2 separate regions of the Canis lupus genome follow, and region 1 is linked to region 2. A link is a contact called in public Hi-C data. All regions are on one chromosome and are shown on one strand. The core of a region is the stretch at or near the end of the contact, and the rest is flanking DNA. Distances in the headings are between cores, read along the strand shown.

Region 1 (3,744 bases), core at 549-3,048, 450 kb before region 2:
ACCTGTGCACAAACATGCAGCATGAACTCCTTCAAGGGCATGCACTGATCTCTGTCAACTCTATTCCCTATGTTCCTAGCTTAGTGGCTACACAAGGCTGCGTCTATACTGAACAGGGCTGCTTTTCTGTATTCCAGAGAGTATGTGCTAATAACCATGTTCCAGCTCGTAAGAACTGCTGGAGCTAGAGCTACCATTGAGAGCTACATGGGTGCTTATTATGGACCAGGCACTGAGCTGAGATTTTTCATATATATATATATGAAATATATATATGAAATATATATATGAAATATATACTTTTTCATGTATATATCCCCATACAAACATAAATCTATGCATGCATAAATGTATGTGTCTATGTATGTTTTTACATATGTATATGTGTTGTGTGTAGATAGTTAAGAATATCTGTATATGTACACAGTCAACTAATCCCATGTAAACAGTGTTATCATCTCTCAAAGGGAGTTACAGAGAGGTCAGGTGAAGACTGCAGAGCAGAGGAGGCCATCTGAAGCCATCTCTCTCCAATAAGGAAACCTTCATGCATGCACACACCCAAAGCACCTCCCTGCACCACCCACACCTACCTCAGGATGACTCGGATTAAGCAGGCATCAAGCCTTTAACTCCTCTTGAGCCTTCACTGCCAGCTCCCATGGAAAGCTGAAATGGGTGTGGGGGGCAAGGGGCAGAAATAACCTCAGTATCTTGTGGCATCACTGCTTTGTGGCAGAAAAAAGAAAGACGAATCAGTGACAGAGGTAGAGGAAGAAAAGTTGGAGATTCTGGGAGACAGCACCATAGCAAGGCTGTCAGAAGCATGGCTCGGTAGTACTTAACAGTTCTAACACTACCATGCTGGCACACACTCGTGGAACAGCCTACAAGCTCCATGAGGGCAGAAACCATGACTGTCAGGTTCACAACTGTATTCCTTGTGCTTAGCACAGCATCTAATCATAATATTAACAGTAGCCAGTGTCTGTTGAGCACCTACACATGCCAGGGCATTACCCCAGACACATGTTCCATATTACCTTAGCTCATCTTCACAAAACCTTATGACGTAGGTAATATTAATCCCATTTCATAGGTGAAGAAACTGAGCCCCTAGAGGCTGCATAACTTACCTGCACCACATATGGAAGACAAGTCAGGGCTGGATGTGAATACAGATGTTCTGGCCCCGGAAATGCCTTTACTTGGTTCATTGGTGTACGAATCAGCCATATAAAAAGTATCCACTGAATAAATCATGACTTGAAGAAGGGGTGATCAACAGGGCCAGAACTGGGAAAGGGTAAAGAAGTATGAGAATGGAAAAGGATGTTTGGATCTGGCAGGTAAAAGGGTGCTGATGGCCCTCAAGAGAGCATGGTGGGAGTCCTCTCTCTGACCAGAGAAAGGCTGGAGAACCCAAGGTGGGGGTTTCTGCTGGGTTGGTCTTTGGATCTTCAGTTCCTAGCACATGCTTGGCACCTGGTATGCACTCAGGAATCCCTGCTAAGGCAGGTAGTCCCACACCCCCGACCTGGCTCCCTTCCCACATGTCTCACTGCCCCCATTTATGAGCAAAGGACATCACAAGATTTGAAGCTCCTGGGAGTGACGGGAAGTTACATGCTTGGCCCCGCAGGAACGTCAAAGGGAGGAAATGTTAAAGACAGAAACCCAAAAGTCTCAGTTTATGACTTTGAACTGGGGCTGGGGGAGAGGTGAGGGTGGGGGGTGACTAGCTTTCATTGGCTGCAGCTACCACATCAAAAATAAGTAAAACATGAGAACTGCAAACCACATGAAGAGAGAAAGGACTAACCTCAGTGAGCCTCTTAACACTGAAGAAGCTTCTTGTTAGAACTGAAGCCTCCCAAATGAAAAACAAGCACCATTTTTTTCTTGTTGGTTTAAATCACTTCAAAAGAGACTCACAAACCCAAAGAGATAAAGCCTGGCTTAGATGAGTACCCCACCCCACTTCCTTGCCGGCTTCTTCCACCATACTCTGCAGGAACTAGACCCCACTGAGCTGCAGGCCTGGGTCAGGAGGAAGCAGAGGAGAGGGAAAATTCTGGGCCACTCTCTGGGCATTACTGTGATTTGCATATTATAGGACCTGGACCCAGATGGTGAGCAGGGAGCTGTCGTCATGCCCCATATCTGTGAGGCCAACCAGCTAAACCGCTAGGCTCAGCCACACTCAGCTTTGGGAGGCCACAGATCTCAGGAGTAGCACCACCATCTATTACCCCAGAAATCTGATATTGGGCCTAATGGATTTTCTGTGTGTTCCTTGCTGACCATGGAGAGACCTCCCATGAAGACCACATATGGCCACAAGAAGGTCACACGTCTTATAGGGAAAATGTGATCCCAGCACAACCTTGGTTCCTGGTGGTAGAGAGTTCAAGGAAAGCACCAGAAAACAAGGCAAGCTAGCAGAGAACACGCTAGCCCAAGCTCAGGATGTTGGCCCCGACGGAAGCAAGCCACATATAGGCAGCACAAATCAAGAGAGCATTTCAAAGTCACTTACACTTGGCATTCAAGAGCATTTTGGTACTTATATTTAACTGTGGGTGTGTTTGGTATTTCTGTAATTCACAACACATGAGGCCACAGTGTGAGAACCCGAAGCAGTAGGAGGCAAAAAGCTGTCCAGTTTTCCCATCCAGCTCCTGCTCCATTAGTGCTTGCCCAGGACTTGACGCTGGGGGGGGGGGGGGGGGGGGGGGGGGGGGGTTGGGGGTGGCAGATTCCCAGCTGATGAAAAGCAGCTCAGGCATCTGCTTGAAGGGAGCAGTCTTGGCTGAGCTCAGAGGTCTCCTGCTTTCTACCAAGAGGGAAAGGAGCAAGGAACCAAAGGACTGGCCCCAAAGCCCCTGTTTCCTCGGAGTGAGCCAGTATAGAGGAGGAGCTAAGCTGAGACCAGGAGAGGGTTGGAAGCCCCCTAGGTACCCCAAGCAAAGTGGATCCACAGAAGGGGGAAAGGCTGGAGGCCTCCCTTGCTTTCTGTATACATAGTTCTCTGGCTGGAAGAGGCGGTACAGCCGGGTAGCCCTGAAATGCTGGCCAAGGACAGGCCCTCTCCCCTGGAGGTGGACTCAGTGTGCTACTATGGATGGCTACTTTAAGTGGCAGAGGGGAGGGTCCACACAGAATTGAAATGTATGATGCTTGCAAAGCATTTTGCTCACTTCTGGAAACTTCAGGGTAGACTGGGTAGGCTATAGCAACATAAATGAAATGCCTGCATCTGTGTACAGAGAGGTAGGGAGATTAAAGAGAAAGGTAAAAAGGGAACTAAAGCAGGCATGAGTTTCTCAAACACATGAACATACATAAGTAAGGTAAATTGATTCCTTAAGGTGGTGGTTTCCCAAAATCATCTTCTATTAATGGCAGAATGGGACAAACTGTCACTCGACCACGGTGAATTACAGATAGAAGAAAAGAGGAGGACAATGTTCATATGCATCTGATGTATAATAAAAATACATGTGTGACATATATTTGTCAGTTTATTAAAGACATATGTCCTTTCCCAGTAAAGATGGTCATCATGGCCTTTGTATTTTGAAATGATGGTAAAAGTAGAGGAGAATTGTTTTTTAGCCAACTTACTTGGGCCAAAATTAAAAAGTGGACAACCTTGCAACCAATCCTATTTTTTTTTTTCCAACTTCACTTGTCCCTGAAATGAAATGTCCAGGAATTGCTAACCTAAGGCGTGGAACTACT
Region 2 (3,955 bases), core at 1,264-3,763:
TCACTTGACCTTTCTGACACACATTAGCCACAGACATGACAATGTGTGTAAAACAACCGTGGCGTAACCAACTGAGCAGCAAAGATCGATCTTAACCTTGCCGCACAGTCAGGACAAGGGGTGAGGAAGAAGCTCTCCGCCAAACTTTCCCATCTCTCCCTCCACCTGTGCCCGTGGGAAACGGTCAGCTTCGGAAGGCCGCGCGGGGAACGCACCTCCGGGTGGGCCTCCCAGGCCCGTCCTAAACCCCCGGGTCTTTTCCGCCTCCAAGGACGGAAGTACCTGTCCCCACCCTGAATCCCTCCGGGTCTCCCTCTCTGAAAGGCAGAAAGGGCCGGGCGCCTCATCTACAGTGCTCTCCCGGGGCAGGACGTCCCCACGTTCCTCGGATGCGCACCTCCACTCGGAACTCCCCCGAAACACTGATCACGAAGCCCCCTGCCTCGCCCCTCGCATCCGCACTTCCCAGGCTCGGTAACACTTAGGCGGCAACGCGACAGGAAAGGTACACACACTCCCAGCTCCCGCCACCCTAGGCAGCCTCTCCGCGCTAATTAAAGGCCTCGAACGTGGGCGAGGCCAAGTTTGGGGGCACTTCCTGGCGGAGGGAAGCGCTCGCAGCGCAGCCCCGCGGCCCGGCGGGGAGCGGCGCCCCGCGCGGGCGCGCTGGCCCTTTAAAGGCGCTGTCGGCCTACGCCGGCGGCCCCGCCCCCGCCGCCGCGGCCCGCCCCGCCGCCCCGCCCCGCCCCCGCCCCGCCCCCCCCCGCCCCCGCCCCCGCCCCCGCCGAGGGTCACACTTGAACTTTAGCTCGCCCCGCGCCGCCCGGCGCCCGCGCTCCGCAGGCGGTGGCCGCCTCTTAGCACGTGTTGGATGCGCTGTTCGGGTTCGGCGCGCCCGGGACCCCGGCCCCCTGTACTCGAGGCCACTCCGCATGAAACCAAAACAAAGCAAAACGTACGCCGGCCTCCAAAACTGCGCTGCCAGCCCCCGGGGCCGGCTCGCGACCCGTCCCCTGCACCTACAGCTCGGTCACCGGGCGGCGGGGCCCCGAGGAGCCTCGCCGCGCCCTCCTCCGCCCCGCGCGGCGGAAACAGCTCTGCGCGCAGCCCAAGGCTGGGGGGACGCGCGCCGCGGCGGCGGCGGCGGAGAGGAGCCGCCCTCAGCCCTCACGGTCCCGGAGGGAAGGGAGCGGCGGCAGGAGTCCCCCCGGCCGTGGGGCAGCAGCTCCCAGGAAACCGCTTCCTCCTTTCCCTGGCGAACTTTTCTGCCCGCTCTGACGTCCACTTCTAGTACTTTGCCCACTCCCTGATTCTCCGGCGAGCCACCTTCCCCGTCCCGCTCGAACTCTCGCTCGGCGCGCTCCCACACTAGGATTCCTGTGCCCCGACAGGTCTCGGGCCAACCCACGCACATCTGCCGCTTGTGGCGCGCTCCCTGCACGCGCTGCCCGCACGAGGCCGAGCGGGCGCCCAGCTGCCCCCCACCTACCCCACCACGACCTCAGGTGGAGGCGGGGGGCCCCGCGCCCCCGCGCCCCGCGCCCCCCGCGCCCCCGCCCCGTCCGGCCGTGCGCCCCGAAGCCACTCACCTTCCAGCCCGCCGAGCTGTTGCTGTCACCCTTATCCTTGAAGTAGGGCACGCTCTTGACCATCCACTCGTAGATCTGCGACAGCGTGAGCCGCTTCTCGGCCGAGCTCTCGATGGCCTTGGTGATGAGGTCGGCGTAGGACAGGTTGCCCCACGCGTTGCGCCGGGACGAGCTGCTCTTCCGCGGCTGCCCCGCGAGCGGCCCGGTGGCGGCCGGGGGCACCGGCGGGTGCTGAGACAGCGGCCCGGGTGGCGGCGGCTGCGGCGGCGCCGGGTGCAGGCAGCCCGCCTCCGGGCCCTGGAAGTCCCCGCACAGTCCCCCGGTGGCGGCAGCTGCGGCCGCCGCCGCCGCCGCCACCGCCGCGGCCGCCGCCGCCGCCGCCGCCACGGAGCCCGGCGCCTGCTGGAAGTCCCCGGTCTCCTCCAGCAGGCTCAGGTTGCTCATGAAGTCGGCGTTGACAGCGGCCGCCGAGGCCGAGGGCAGGCCGGCGGCGGCGTCGGGGTTGGCGGCCGCGCCGCCCGACGGCGCCGGGCTGGAGGTGGCCGAGTTGGACTGGCTGAACTCCGGCCTGGGCAGCGGCCAGGTGCACGAGCGCGGCCGGGGCAGCGGCTCGAAGTCCGGGTCGATCTCCACCACCTGGGGCGCTTCGGCCATGGTGACCCCCACCCCTCCCCCAGCCGCAGGAGAGCCGAGGGGTCGAGCGCAGCACGGGGGGCCGAGGGGGAGGGGCGCGAAGAGCCGGCCCGGGATGGGGGGGGCGAGGTCGGCGCCTCGAGACGAAGAAAACCGGGAAGAAGGTGCGGCGGAGTGGAAGCGCGAGCCCAGAACTTAACTTCGCGGGTCCATCACCATCTAAGCTCTTCCAGGTCCGCCGCACGGGCGGGACCGCAGGCCGGAGTCGCCGGGCCGGGCGGCGGCGGGCGCCGCGCTCCTGCCGACAGGGCCGCGGAGCGAAGGACGGACGGACGGACGGACGGACGCCGCGGGCCGCTCGCTCTACCGGTCGCGCGGCCGCAGCGCTGCTGCCTGTTGAATGCGGCGGCGGCGGCGGCAGCTGCAGCGACTACGCTGCCGCCCGACTTACGGGATCTGCCACCGCCCCCCGCCCGCGGCGGCGCGCGCGCCGGCCCGCCCCTGAGTGACAGCGCGCGCGGCCAATGAGCGTGCGGCGCCGCCGCTCGAGCCGCCAGTGGTCGCCCGCCGGGGCGGGGCCGCTCTTCCACCGGGAGGCGGCCGCGGTCGGGGGGGCAGCGGAGTGTTTTTCTCTTTCACACACTCTCTTTTTTTTGGATCTCTGTCATTATTTGCTGGTAACTCTCGAGTGTTTCTGTGAGTCTCTCGCCCTCTCGGCGTCTTGATTGCTACGAGGCGAACCGGCGCGGAGGCGGCGACACTTTGTTTACTCCCGCGGCGCAAAGCCGCGCGCTCGGGGAGCTCGAGGGGAGCGAGTCTCGCTTCGCCTCGACCCGCCGGGGCCCGGAGTGGCGGGGCGGGGGCCGGGGCCGGGGGCGGGGGCCGGGGGACGCTCCTCGCTCCGCGGGCGCCGGGTGGGCGCGGGAGGCGGCCGCGCGGAGTTCCACTCGATCGCCCCCTTCTCGGCTCCACCCACGATCTTTTTTTTTTCTTGGCAAAGAAACGTGGGGAAGTCGGTGGGTTTGTTTTCGTGTTCTGTTTCCTTTAGCCGCGTCTGTCAGGCCCTCCGGCCTCCGCGCGCGCTGCACAGCGCCCCGCCCCCCCCGCCCGCCCCGCGCCCACCTGTCCGCACCCGCGAGCTGCGCCTCTGCGCTTCGGCCTCACGGGGGACCGGGCGTCCGGCCCGGCGGCCGCCAGTCGGTTCATCCCATTCTCCACCTAAAAGGCTAGAAATGCGGGAAAGGGGCCCAGCGCGGGCCGAAGGCGGCCCCAGCCCACACGCGCGCGGACTCGAGCGCCTCCGGCCAGACCGCGCGCCCCCGGGGGACGTCTCCCGGGCGGGAAGCGCAGACTCGACAGCCCAGGGGCGGCGGGGAAGGGGTCAGAGAAGAGCGGGGACGCAGAGCCTTGTCCTTTATTACTCACCCCTGATTAAGTCCAACTTCTTGTGATGCCTTTGCTGTTTAGGATGGAAGAAGTAAGGTGTCGGGAAATAAAAGTGCAACAGGGGTAAGACCACACTTGGGGTTCAGCCCTGCCCCACCCCCAGGTTCCTGTCAACCCACCACCAAAGCCACCAGCCCACCCCACTCTTCCCCATCTGAGCTCCAGGCCCTGGACATCCTGTCGAGATCAGTGGGGCCACCGTAGACAATGGTCCTTATGTTTCTGGGAGCAAAAGAAACGGTTTTCAAGAAACAACTTTTTGTTTTGTTTAGCTTTTGTAGGAGGAA

What was found. A called contact is a pair of places that touch in the nucleus more often than the background predicts.
Region 1: a contact with region 2 is called in a Hi-C map of blood, with 2.0 times the contacts expected there. The contact joins the enhancer-like site here to the promoter of FOXO1 in region 2. A contact is called at or near these places in 2 of 9 Hi-C or Micro-C datasets (amygdala and blood).

What each region holds. Positions count from the first base shown.
Region 1 is chr25:1,108,490-1,112,233 of UU_Cfam_GSD_1.0, reverse strand. No RefSeq gene overlaps it. Among named protein-coding and RNA genes, the nearest start is that of FOXO1, 450 kb to the right of the region's middle. Within about 2 kb of position 1,798, at least 2 of the 20 cell types and tissues checked have an H3K27ac peak or open chromatin away from gene starts, as enhancers often do. A contact at or near this core is called in blood, where this site is marked.
Region 2 is chr25:661,982-665,936 of UU_Cfam_GSD_1.0, reverse strand. It overlaps FOXO1 (forkhead box protein O1), which reads right to left and starts at 2,513. Exons shown (of 3, transcript XM_038573152.1): 1 at 1,590-2,513. The coding sequence starts at 2,243.